Linked DNA regions of Sus scrofa: region 1 is linked to region 2. A link is a contact called in public Hi-C data. All regions are on one chromosome and are shown on one strand. Each heading gives the region's core, a stretch centred on a gene start, on an enhancer-like site or on the middle of the called end of the contact. The rest is flanking DNA. Distances are from core to core; before and after follow the strand shown. Region 1 holds the start of LHX2 (LIM homeobox 2). Region 2 holds the start of DENND1A (DENN domain-containing protein 1A).

What was found. Hi-C and Micro-C count contacts between places; a contact is called where the count stands out from the background.
Region 1: a contact with region 2 is called in a Hi-C map of brain, with 2.4 times the contacts expected there. The contact joins the promoter of LHX2 here to the promoter of DENND1A in region 2. A contact is called at or near these places in 2 of 47 Hi-C or Micro-C datasets (brain and epiblast stem cells).

The regions. Positions count from the first base shown.
Region 1 is chr1:264,898,322-264,904,521 of Sscrofa11.1, reverse strand. LHX2 (LIM homeobox 2) reads right to left here and starts at 3,591. Exons shown (of 5, transcript NM_001170519.1): 1 at 3,379-3,591; 2 at 1,617-1,819; 3 at 282-685. The coding sequence starts at 3,498.
Region 2 is chr1:264,818,012-264,824,816 of Sscrofa11.1, reverse strand. It overlaps DENND1A (DENN domain-containing protein 1A), which reads left to right and starts at 1,466. Exons shown (of 24, transcript XM_021074670.1): 1 at 1,466-1,624. The coding sequence starts at 1,608.

The sequences.
Region 1 (6,200 bases), core at 2,342-4,841, 78 kb before region 2:
AAAAATTCCTCAGCCATGAGGTCCTGCACCCAGAGCATCAAGACCACTAATGCACCCTTTCCTTCCCGCTCCAGCCAGGGACACACGGGCTGGAACCCAGGGAGCTAACGTCCCTTCCGCCAGGTCGTCCTGTGCTTAGGGCCTGGACAGGCTAAAGGCTGGAATAGCCAGAGTGCTATAAGTATACATGTAAAGCGCACCGAAATTCACTCTGTTCTCAGCCACTGATGCCGTGCACTTTCCCTCAACCCGTCGGGGCACTTGAGGCGCCTCGCACTCACCAGCGTTGTAGGCCGCCAGATCCGCACCGGGCCCGGGGCTCTTCCGCTTCCTCGGCCGCCCCTTCTGCACCGTGCCCACGCCATTGTAGTACGGAAGACCCAGAGGATTGGCCCCGGCTGCACCCAGCCCCGCACTCTTGGCCGCTGCAGCTGCCGCTGCTGCAGCCGCCACGTCGGCATGATTGAAGTGCGCGGGGTACTCGCCCTGCAGCAGCGCCTCGAAGTGCAAGCGGCAGTAGACCAGGCTGTCCTTCATGCCGAAGTGGTCACCCGTGGTCAGCATCTTGTTACATGTGGTGCACGTGAAGCAGTTGAGGTGATAAACCAAGTCCCGAGCTCGCATCACCATCTCCGAAGCCGAGATGCCCAGGTGGCAGCGGGCGCAGCGCTGCACAGAGAACCGCCTGTAGGGACCATCGAGGGAGGGACTGTGGGGACACACGGTTGGGTACCCCCCCATATCCCTCCTCCAGGTGCCACTGCTGCCACTGGCCAAAATCCACTCCTTAAAATGGGCAACTAGGATAACTTAGAGGAAGGGGGTTAGAGGGAACTAGATTTTGGCCCAGGTCTGGTCCTACCATGAAATATAGTTTCCCTTAACCATTTTCATGCCTACAAAGGCTTTGCTTTACCCAGAGTCTGAGTAAGCCCCAGGAAAGCCTTTGCTCGGGAGTGATCAGAAACTTCGCACTTACCCCTTCCTCAACCTCTTCCCCTACCCTCCACCCTGTGCCGGGGCATCCTGCAGACCTTTGCAATTTGTAAGAAACACAGAGACAGGGATGCAGAGGCAGGATGAGAGAGAGAGGAGGAAATAAACAGACCTAACCCTAAACCCAGAGAGGAGAAACAAGGAACCTGGAGTCTGTTAGTGATTCCGGTTCTTTAATCCTGGCCAGCTTTCACTCCCATCTCCAGGAAAGACCCGGAAATGCACCCAATCCGCTCCCCCAGTTCTCCTTCCAACTTTGTTCCACACCAGCCGAGACTGCCTGGGTTTGGGGGTGCTTCTTTCGTTCCCTCTAGTGGACCCAAGAAACTTCAAAGGGAGAAGGGGGCAAGGACCACCCATCCCAAGCTTATTTTTGCTCTGAGCTAAGAAGAGGGCAGCTTCTGCTTTGCTCTGGGTCCCTACACTTCACAGATCTTTCCAAGAGTTCCCTCAAATTGCTGTTTAAAAAGGATGCCACCCATTTTGAACTGGCTTGAAGAAGGGAGGACCTAGGTAAGGGAGCCCTCCCTTGGGACTGCAGGGAAGGCAACTGGACAAGATTGTTTTTGAGATGCGGGGTCCAGGGTGCCCAGGGCAGTGGGTCCCGAGGCGGGGGTTACCTGTAGTAGTCTTCTTTGCAGTAGATGCTTCCATCCTTGCTGAAACAGGTGAGCTCCGACTCCAGGTTGAGTTTACACTCGCAGCACTTGAGGCAGCGCATGTGCCACTGCTTGTCCACCGCCAGCAGGTAGTAGCGGTCCGAGATTTTGCCCCCGCAGCCGGCGCACAGCGCAGCGCGGTCACTGCTGATGGACGGCATGGTCTGCGGAGGGAGGGAGGCGCAAGACCGAAGCGCCTGCGTCAGCCTGCGACCCCGCGGCGGCGGCGGCGGCAGCGGCGGCGGCGGCGCCGGCGCGGAAACGGGCACCTGAAGCTCCCTCCGTGGCTCCCGCTAGCCCTAAACACGGGGGAGGAGGGCGCCAGGGTGTGCAGGGTGCTTTCTCCACCCCAAAAGGCCCATATCCGGGAGGTGGGGGGCTCAGAACCTACGCCGGCCCACGGGCCCAAGCCGGCCACGGGCCCAGGACCCGGGACTGGCCTGGATAGATCTTTCTGCTTACTTCTCCCCCTTCCTGTCGCTTTTGCTCTTTTCTCAGAAAGGTTCATGCAGCGTTTGGGGGCTGGAGCAGTGATGGCTACTTCAGCCAAGCCCTCCAAAATCTCCCCCTCAAATTGTTTCTTAAAGGAGCCACTCTGCTGGGCCCCAGGAAAAGAGGTATGATGGCCATTAAAAGTCAACCTCCACACAGACTCCTCTCCAGAGACGTGGTGGAGTTCCTGGCCCCTAACCCCAGTGATCTCTGGATCCTTAAGCGGAAGGTTTAGGCCAGGGCAAATCGCTCAACCTCTGCCCCTCCACCACCTCTGCCCCACTGGCTGGGGCCCTCTTGGGTGCTGAGAGATGGTGAGTGGGGTGCATGGGCACCCTCAAAGTCTCTGAGTGCACGACAGGCCCAATTCAAATCCTCCCCTAACCAAACTGACAGGCTGAGAGGGTTTAACTCCAGAAGACAAGTTCAGAAGCAGAGGCGCTGGAGCTGCTGCTCTTCCTTTCCAAGCGAGAAGCTTCGCTCGTGCTCCCCACCTCCTCTGCCTCTAAAGGTCACTTCTGGGCCCGGCTTGGACAGTGTCTGCTCCTCTGGCCCCCAGAGACGTCTGAGGCAAGGAACTGGCTATTTGGGGCTGAGCTGGTGGAGCCAGGTGTGGAGATCCGACTGGACTCTCCTTCCACAAGGGCCAGGCCAGAGCCTGAACTCCCGGCGCTAACCCGGCCAAGTCGGACCAGCCAGGAGGCCCAAGACGCGATCAACGAAAAAGCGCTGGCCCAGAGGACTCCGACCCGTGAAACTGTGCTAGGGAGGGAACCTGATCGCCAGGAAGCAGGGAACGGCCCAAGTCGGCTGGAGCCCCAGTGCTGCCGGTTGGTTCGTCCTTCCCCGCGCCTCAGGCGGCGGCGCCAGTAGCCAGAGCCGGTGGTGGAGGAGAGCGCGGAGGCTGGCGACCGAAAAGCCGGGAAAAGTGAGAAGAGAGCCATCCGGGCCTCGGGTAGGACTTCGCTCCCACTTCGGGAGAAATCCTCTCTTCCACCCTGAGGGTCTGAAATTTCGGTTTCAACCTTGTTTCCCTCCTCCGCCCCAGCAGCCGGGTTTCCCCTGAGCCGGGAGCTACGGGCCTCGCATCCTGTCCGCGGATCCCCAGCGTCCAGTCCCGTGCGGCACGAAGGACGCTCTCCAAAGTGCCCCCAAACTTAGGAGAGCAGAGGCGCAGACCGAACCGGCCCCATCCCAGCTTTTCGCCCCGACCCCGCAGCCGTGCGCCTACCGTCTCCGTGTCGCCGCGGTCGATGGCGGAGCTGATGGCGGGAGCCTCGCTCTTGGCCCTGCGGTCCATCTCGTCGATGACCCCGTGCACCTCGGGGCCCGACAGACTGTGGAACAGCATCGCGGCGGGACCGGCGGGGCCGGGGGCGCGGCTCCTCCGCGGGAGGGCTTGCCCCCGCCTCAGCTGCCTGGCGCTCCCCGCGCTAACGGGCCCGGTGCATCGCCACCGCGGCCCCGGCCCCGCCCGAGCTCGGCTGCGCCCCCAGGCCGGGCTCCGGGCCCTGGGCGCCCGCGGGCCAGGACGCCTCCCGCCGAGGCGCTAGGGCAGCTACATCGCGGGGCGCCTGGGCGGCGGCGCCAAAGCCAGGGTCACAAGGGCAGGGGGCGGGGGGGGGGTGCTGTGCGGGAGGGGGTGGGAGACCAGGGCAGAGGTCGCCACCCGCCGCGGGCGCTTTCACGCTGCGGGCATCGCCGGCCCGGCTTCGGCGCCCCGGGCGCAAAGCAGAAGCGCAAAGTCTGCCCGAGGCGGCGACGGCTGCAGTCGGGGCTCACCGGGGTGCGACTAGGTGCCCGCGGCGGCCCAGCTGCCTAGACCTCTCCCCTCCCCAGGGTGTGCCCTTAGCCCAAGGCGACCCGCTTAGGCGCTGGGTCGGCTACTGGAGTGGGGATTTCTCCGAAGCCAGCGAGCCGAGCAGAGACACCGGGAGAATTGAAGAGGAGGAGGAGGAAGAGGAGGAGGAGGAGGTGGAGGAGGAGGTGGAGGAGGAGGAGGAGAAAAAGGAGGAGGAGCAGAGTAGGAGGAGGAGCCGCCGGCCGCGGGCCCAGCCGCGCGCAAGGCTCTCCAAGAGCGCGCCGAGCCCAGCCCCGGCTCTGCAGTCCGCGCCAGCCAAGCGTCCGCGCCTTTTCTACAGCCGCGCCTGACATCACGTCCTGCCGCCGCCCCATTGGCCGCCCGGCACCCCGGGCCCTGGCAGCGCGTGCTCCGGGAAGGCGGGAGACCGGAGAGGGAGGGGAGCAGCAAGAGGAGGAGAGGAGCGAAGAGATGGTGGGAGCTGGTGGGCGAGGCTGGAGGGCGGGGGCGGGAGGGAGGAGGGAGAGCGCGGGGTTTGGAGTTTTAAGCTACGAACTGTTTCCTGTAATTTCTTTGGGAAGGAAAATTAAACCCTCTCTCCCCGCCATCTCCATCCTAAGAAGACGCAGCCACTAAAGGATGCTTGAGGAAGTCTCCCTCCAGTCTCCCCTCGGCCCGGAGCCACTCCTCGCGCACCGGCTGGGGAGGCCTGAGAAGGCAGGTCCGGAGCAGAGCTGGGGGAGCCCTCGGCCGCTTCCCGCCGAGTTCTTCCTTTGGCCCAAGCTTCGCGCCGCGGGCTGCGGACTACCGCGCAGGCCTCCTGCGGACCCAGCAGAGCCAGAGAGGCAAGAATCGGCGGGAGCCGTGGCTCCCGGGGAGTGGGGCCAGCCAGTTATCCTCGCTTCCAGCGAGCTAGGGCCCAATTAAAGGCCCAGCAGTGCAGCTCCTTCTCACTCTTCTAGGTCTCTTTCCAGCCAGGAAGAGTGGGCGAAAGCATGGCTTTGGGACTGTGAAAGGCATGGCTTAAGATCCTAGTTCTTCCATTTACTTTCAGTGTAACCTTAGGCAAATGACTTCACTTCCCGGAAGCCTGTTTCTGATCTTTAAATGAGGGTCAAGAAAGCCCTGTCCACATGGATGTGATGAGCGAAAGAGATCACGGGTGTAAACTGCCTGGAACATAGTAGGCACTAAGCAAATTCTCCCATCATTCCCTTTTCCCCTTCCATCTCCTCCCTCTAAAAACTTTCTCACTTGAGCTACCTTAGGCAACAGCAGCGAGGTTATTAAGGATCACAGGCCCAATCTCTGTTGGGTACATCATGCCACAATACAGTTAGAGAAGGGACTCCATCCTGACACCTGCCTGCACCTTTTCGCCAAGGACCAACACCCTGGTGTGCCATGTAAATCCCAACGGCCATTCCAGACTTCAGGCTCAACCGAGAGTCTCCTGGGAGTGATTCTAGGGTGGGTGGTGAAGCTGGATTTAGGAAACAAAAAGTGAACGTAGAGAAAAACTGAATGAGCTAGTCAGTTACAGAGTCCCATCTCCTGACTCTGCTCTGGAGGCAGGTCTGTGTGAAGTGACTTGCTTACCAGCAGGAGGGAAGGGACTAGTCAGGAGATGTGCAGTTTATCTTAGAGGGCATAGAATTGAAGCAGCACAAAATCATACTTTCCACATACCATACATAAATTTCAGACAAATATACCTCTGCTTGTAATACCCAAGCAGTGCATGTTCATATGCGCAAATGCACATGTTCGTCTTTGTTGGCAAAAACAGGGCCAGCAGGAATGCAGAGCTAGCACGTGCACATCAAGTGTAAGTACAGTACAGTACCAGGCAAAAGGATGCCTCTGTAAACTGGAAAATTGCACAGTCGTATGTACAATTGCTCGCTCAGGCTATTCTACCTAAAGCTTTGTGCACGAGTCTACGAGGCCGTGTTTTGTGTATTTGCAAAAACTCTTAAAGTTCCAAGTAAGTGTGTACTCGCTGCATGTGCACAGATGCCCCAAAGCGAGGTAAGGACCATAAACCCAAAGACTCGTGTGTGCGAGCGTTCACACAGCCGTGTGTTCTGGCGCCTGCACACGGCTGGCGCCCAGGCACACGGACGCCTACACACATAAACAAGCATGTTTTACTGACGCATCTGGGGCACTTTCTTTCAAAGAAAGAAGGGAATGAAAATCTAATCTGGGAGTCACTGGGGTTCATCTGGAGGTGGCTCAACTGGTAGGAG
Region 2 (6,805 bases), core at 217-2,716:
TTGCTCCTGGGGATGTTTATAAGTCAGTGTTGGTGTCTGGGTGCAAGAGACTTTGAATTCGAAAAGGCAGTTTGGACATTTTCCACTTTGTTTATTTTAATTCAAAAAAGTTCATCCTATGCCTTCAACAACCTCAGGGCATAGGCAAAAGAGAAACATTATCTTTATCCAGAATGTAACTCTCAAAGGAGTTCTTGCTTTCTTTGCTCTCTGCCCGGTTGGGACTAGTTACTGTGGTGACTGTGGGGTAGGGAGACACTCCACGAATTTATAAGAGCTAAAATGGCAGACGAGATGAATGGTATTTCAGAACAGAAAACTGTAAAAAAGAAGAGCCTAATTTCAAAAGGGAACCATGAACCCACAGCATCTTCTCACCTGTGGGCAAACTATGTCAGGTGTCTGGAATTTCTCAGTCTGGATGCTCATCTCCATTCCACCAGTTGCTACTTATGTAACCTTGAGCACATGCCTCAGTTTCCTCTTTGGGAGGAGCGGGGATAAACTCACAAGATTACTGGGAGGATTGGTTCTAACCAGGTAGAGGAAATATAGCACCTGATTGAGAGAGGATACTCAATCACTCACACATTGAAAGGTAGCTAATGAAAGCGATCATGATTGCTTCCTTTGTGATTCCTGCGGGCCTAGAGGGGATGATATTGGAATGTTCATGAAAGTGAACCCCAAGGAGGAGCAGGTTGATGATCTTGGTTCTTAAGTACCTTCCTTTGCATTGCCTTAATCTCCATCTGTACTGTTACGGTGGCATGAGATTTCTGCATTGGAGCCCCCCAAATGGCTGATGAAGGGAGGCTGAGGTCAAGGGTAGGGGCAGAGCAGAGCCACTCAAGGCGTCCTATGAAGCTCCCAGGTGGCTTTCCTGTGGGTACGTGAGATCTCCTTAAAGGTTCCATCAAGACACACGTTAGGGAAGTGGCTAGTGTGACAGAAGTAGGTCTATGGCTCCCCTGAGGAACTTACTGGAAGGTATACGATTTTCAAAGGGAAACTTGTGTGTTCATGGAAGCCTGAGTGGGAGACAGATTATCTCTACACCCAAGCTCCTGGGAGGGGAGGACTCCATAGGAGAGGAATTGAGTGAAGGTTTCTTCAGGTGAGCTTGACGGTCTCTATGGGATGAAGGTCTTCGAGTCAACAGGACAACTGGGAATGAAGGCCTTCAGGGGCCTGCACCCGGAAGGGACCGGCCACGGAGCTCCGGGCGTCCACTCGGGCGGAAGCGTCGTCCCCGCCCACCCCCCACAGCCTTCAGGCGGCCCCGCCTCCCGCAAGCGGACTACACTTCCCAGCAGCCCCCGTGGGCGGCGGCGGCGCGGGCGGGAGGGGGCGGCCGTGTGAGAGGCGGAGGGGGCGGCGCGCGCCGGGCACGCGCGCCGGCGACCATGGCGTTCGCCCGGCTGAAGCGAGTACATTAACCCCGGGAGGCGGCGGCGGCGAGGGAGGGAGCTTCGAGCGGGCGGGCCCAGCCTGAGGGAAGGGAGGAAGGGGCGGGGAGAGCGCCGGAGGGAGGCCGGTCGGCCGCGGGCGGGCGGGCAGCGCAGCGCCGAGCGGGGCCCGCGGGCCCATGAGGAGGCCCGGGGACCATGGGCTCCAGGATCAAGTGAGTGCGGCCGGGCCGGGCGGAGCCGGGCCGGGCGAGGGGAGGCGAGGCCGGGCAAGGGCTGCAGGCCGCGGGCCGCGCGGGGGACTTGTTGCCGGGACCTGAGGGGCGCCCCGCGTGCCGGCGTCACGCGGGAAGGGGGACTGTTGCCATGACGATCCAGGGAGGCGCGGGGGCGGGGTGCGCGCGGGGTGCAAGGGCGCGGGTGGTCAGGTGCCTTCTCCTCACCTGAGGGCTGAAACAGCTTGAGATTACAAGGTGGCCCCCTCCCCCCGGGTTACGGAGAGCCTCTGAAAACGGTCACACAAGTGTTGGGGGGAGGGCGAGGAACCTCCGGAAGCAACTTCCCCAAGGGTGTTGTGTGTTTGGGCCGCCCCTGAGAGTTGGGCAGGTCCTGAGGTGGCAGCCTGGCTGCTGAAGGCCTGCGGGCCCCCATAAAAAGTCGCGTAAGGTTTTCCGAGGGAGAGGCCACTTAAGGACTTAAGGTCTGAATGTCCTGGGGAGAAAGGCCCTTTTCTCTCTCCTCCTGTTTCTCCCTTCAGTCTCTGAAAGTCTCCTCACAGCAGGGGCCAAAGGCTGTGAGGGAAGATACCTCTGTGCTGTAACTGAGCACCTGATGTTGATAATCGTTGGAAAGGTTTAGTAATCCAATCTGGCAAATTCCCTCATTCATTCATCTGGTGTCCCTGGTGGAGGGTTAGTTTTCCGGGGAAATTGTTGATACATCTGACTTCAGAACCCATTGAAACATTGTTACCCTCTTTCTAGACCTAGAAATTGACTTTGGAAAGTGCAACTTGTACGCAGTCCCATTTGGGTGTGTTGCTTTGGACTCTATCTCCCCTCCCAGCCAGGTCCTCTTTTGGCCTCTCCCTTCCTCAGTTCCAGAACAGGAGATGCCTTATCTTTAATCACTAACAAATGTTCACTTTTTCTCTATGAGTAATAGAATTGTTTAAGGGCACTTAGAAACAAAGTTAACAGCTTAGGCTGTTCCTTAAAACAGCTTTCCTAGGACACTTTAAACCTGCTTCCAAGAAAGTCTGAGGAATGTGTTTATTTCAGCATTTTGAGAATTATGCTGGGGAAGTTTGAAAGGGGAAGGACCTTATGGGTGAAATCTAATAGTTATTCAAGTATTGCATCTCTTGTCCAGTCCATATTCCTGCAGTGTGACCTTTGCCTAGCCTCCTGGGCGACCAGTTTAGGCCTCCATTCACAAAATGTATCTAATTGACTGCAGAAGCCCTGAGACTAGAAAAAGTTTGCTTATGATAATGAAAACGGAAGAGTTGGATGAGCACACTGTTAATTGTTGATTTTTGTGGAAATGAGGGGAAAGAGAAGCATGCTCCATTTAAGAGCCTAAGAAGCTTGGGAGTAAAAAGACGTAGTCTGGGAAGCATTGGGATTAAAGAGGCACTCCAAGCTTAGCTCCTGCTTCCAAGTAAAGCGTTGTAAACTTGGATTTCAATAGTACTTAGAAACACTTTACAAAAGCCACCTTAATGTCGCAGAGTATACTTGTGAAGCTTCTTACTATTCTTGTTACAGAGCTGTTCAGAAACTTGCCAGATAGGAGTCAAGTCAGTGTCGGAATCAACATGAAAATCCAACAAGTGGAAGTTCAGATGACTAGGCATCGGGTCTCTGTCTTGCTCTTGAACATTGCAGGCCTCAGGTGTGTTTTGTGCAACCTGTTGCTGTGTATCTGAGCACTTGGCAAGAGAACCTATGCTAACACGTGAAATTAGTATGAAGATAGCTTTCTTGATCTTGAAACTAGACTGCTTGGTGATTCAAACTTAGGCTTGGGGAAAATGTGAGCTTTACTTGTGGTGAGGCTGAAAGAGAATATGAAGAGAGAAGTTACAAAAAGCGAGTGGTTGTGATTTATGGTGACTGCGTGGCTTCAGCCTGCCGGCAGGAATGAAGATGGACCAGTGGTCAGGAAACCATCTACTTAGGTGCCAGCTAGTAGTTTTTTGGAGGAAACAGAACTTTGGTTACTGCTGACTGTCCGTTCCATCCTGACAGGAAAGCACGGACTTAGCTGAGGGTGTTCAAGACTGAGGTGAAGTCTTAAGTCTAAATAGGCTGCATGGTGTGGGACAGCCTTGGGGTGGGGAGCAGGAGAGTTGCTCTGACTGCCTGAACTTTCTTGCCTCATCTCTGTACTGTGTGGCCCAGTCAGGCTGACACTGTGGAAACAGATTTGGATTCAGATTCCAGCTCTTTTGTCTACTGACTCTGAAACTTTGTACAGAATACTTCTTTCACCCTCACTTTTCCCTGAGGGTAAAATGGCGAGGACTACATGTTACAGGGTCATCATTAGCAATAAACACAGCATCAACGTGACTGCCGGGCTCATATTAAAAACCCAGTGGTTGTTTTCTTTTATACCTTCTCTATCAGAAGACTAAGAAAACGGCTGTATTTTATACCAGGAATGCCAGAGAACTGTGCATTTTGGGTAAGGGAGAAGAGGGTCTAGATGATCCAGGAATTAGACTGAACATGCAGAGCGGGACTCAACATTCATTAAAAATTAAAGGTTGATTAAAACCAGTACTCTGTGTAATTGTGAAGCTGGTGTCTGTTAAAGGAGCGGTAGTTAAGCAGGTGTGTTGCTAGGCACAGGTGTTGAGGTTTAGTGTTGGAGCAGACTTTTCTTTCAAACTAAGGCTGGATGAGCATAATTTCTGTGTCAGGCACGGTGGTAATACTTTATGTGAACCATTTCATCAAATCCTTACAACTGTCCAATGATGTAGGTACTGTTAGCCACATTTTTCAAATGAGAAAATGGGGGTTTATAAGCCTTAAATCAGATGCCACACCCAGGAGTCCTGCCCTGATGATAGCTCCCTCCCCTTCTCCAGCCTAAGCCAGGTGCCCCTCATCTGTGCGCCCTCTCTGCTACCTAGGCCAGGTGTCCTTCATTTGTTTCTGTGGCCCTCTGTGTTTATCACCATTGTAGTGCTAAATCCAGTTCCTTGTGTATCTCCTGTACTAAGCCTGATATAACTTGTTGAGAGCAGGAACTATCTTATTTGTCTTTAAGTTACCTATGTCAAACCTAGTACCTGATACACAAAGTTGTTTAGAAAGAGTTTACGGAATGCATTTAAGAAATAGGTTAGGATCTGGAGTTCCCATGGTGGCACAGTGGTTAACGAATCCGACTAGGAACCATGAGGTTGCGGGTTTGATCCCTGGCCTTGCTCAGTGGGTTAAGGATCAGGCGTTGCCGTGAGCTGTGGTGTAGGTCGCAGACGTGGCTTGGATCCTGCGAAGCTGTGGCTGTGGCGTAGGCCAGCAGCTACACCTCCAGTTCGACCCCCAGCCTGGGAACCTCCATATGCCTCAGGAGCGGCCCTAGAAAAGGCAAAAAGACAAAAAAAAAAAAAAAATAGTTTGGGATCTGAATTAAGATCCCGCGGAAAGGCTCTGAGTGGAATGTACATAGAGTTGAAAAGTAACATTTTGCTGCTTGAGGAAGAGGAGTGTTTGTTTTATAAGTTTTTAAGCCACATTGCCCTAGTCTAGCCAGCCATTTTCTCTGAAGAGTGTTAAGGTCATGTTCATTTAAATAAAGGAACCTTGTCTTGTCTCAACCCAAACATCTACTTGACAAAGGAAAGAAAAGGTCACGAGTATGCAGGTAGCACTCTGGAAAGCTCCTGAACCTTAAACCTGAGCAGACATTTATTTATCTAGAGAGATAAAAGGAGCAGTGGTAACCGGCAATCTTGGACAGGTATGTTTAAATCTTATTTACTGTTTGAGTGATCCCAGTGGACTGGAATGTGGTTAATATGAAGCAATTTAACTGATAATGTAGACACACAGCAGGAAACTGTGGCAGTTTAATATTGCTTGTGGTGACATCCTAGAAATTGTTTCCAGGCACCGAGGGAAGGAAGTGGATTGTAAGTAATCGAAGGAAGTATTCTAGGTGAGTTTGAAGAAACCTGACATTTATGGACTTGGAGAAAAGCATACTCAAAGAGTTGAAGGCATAGGGACAGGACAGGGCAGTTGATTTGGCCTTATAGTGGGGTTTATTCCACATTAGCCTGTATACCTGTCTTTTGTCCCTGTCAGGCCATGACCTCTTTGAGGTTGGTGACTAAGGAACTTATCATTTATTCATTCAGTCACTCACTGTAGAGCTAAGAAGAGTGTCAAGCACATATTAAGCATTCAATAAATATTAGTCATCATTGTTATTATAATTGGTGGGTGTGCTATATTGTGGCCTGGTGGTATGTGAAATCCTAGGGACACAAAAGTGAAAAGATTTTTTTTTGAGGCTCTCCAGAGTAGTAGTGAGACAGAAATGTAAAACAAAACCAACTTCCTCCAGGCCTCCTCACTGCTGAAAAATCTATCAGACAAGATCATTGCTGTGGTGGAGATGCAGCCTGTGGTGAATAAGTGAAGGAGAGACTGCCCAAGCACAGCTTCCAAGGAAGGAGTGCTTCATCAAGAAGATGATATTTCACTTGAGAGAGGAGAGATGAGTAAGGGTGTGAAAGGGGTGATAGTGGTGGCAAAGGGGGTAGAAACCATGGTGAGGGTGGCAGTGACAGTGGTGCTGGGGGCATCAGTGATAGTAGTCTTGATAGAGGGGGCAGCATGTGTGGAGACATGACATACTGGGGAAATAAAATATTAGTTACCACTTAATGGACATTAAGATGCCAGATATTGTTAGACATTGGTAGTTAATGGTGAATAATATTTATTCCTACTCTCGTGGCGCTTACAGTCCAATGGACCTGACAGGTGAAAAAAAAAAATCAATTCATGTAAAGCTATGGATGTGGTATAAACACAAGTTGCTGCGAGAGGATGAAGGGAGATAGAGCAGCGAGGTCTGAGAGCTTACTGTGGAGATGACATTTGAGGATGAGAAGTCATTAGCCATGTAAAGAGACTGGGCAAGACTTCATTCCAGGCAGAGAGCATAGACAAAGGCCTTGAGGCAAGAAAAACCTCAGTGGATTTCAGGAACTGAGAAAAGGGCAGTGGGTTTGGGTAGTGACCCTTGGTGGAAAGGCTGGGGCCTGAGCAGAGTCTTGTAGGCTGTGGTAATCTGAGAGCAACTTTATTAAGATGTAATTCACATACTATAAAATTTATTCCTTTGAAGTGTGTAATCAAATGGTCTTT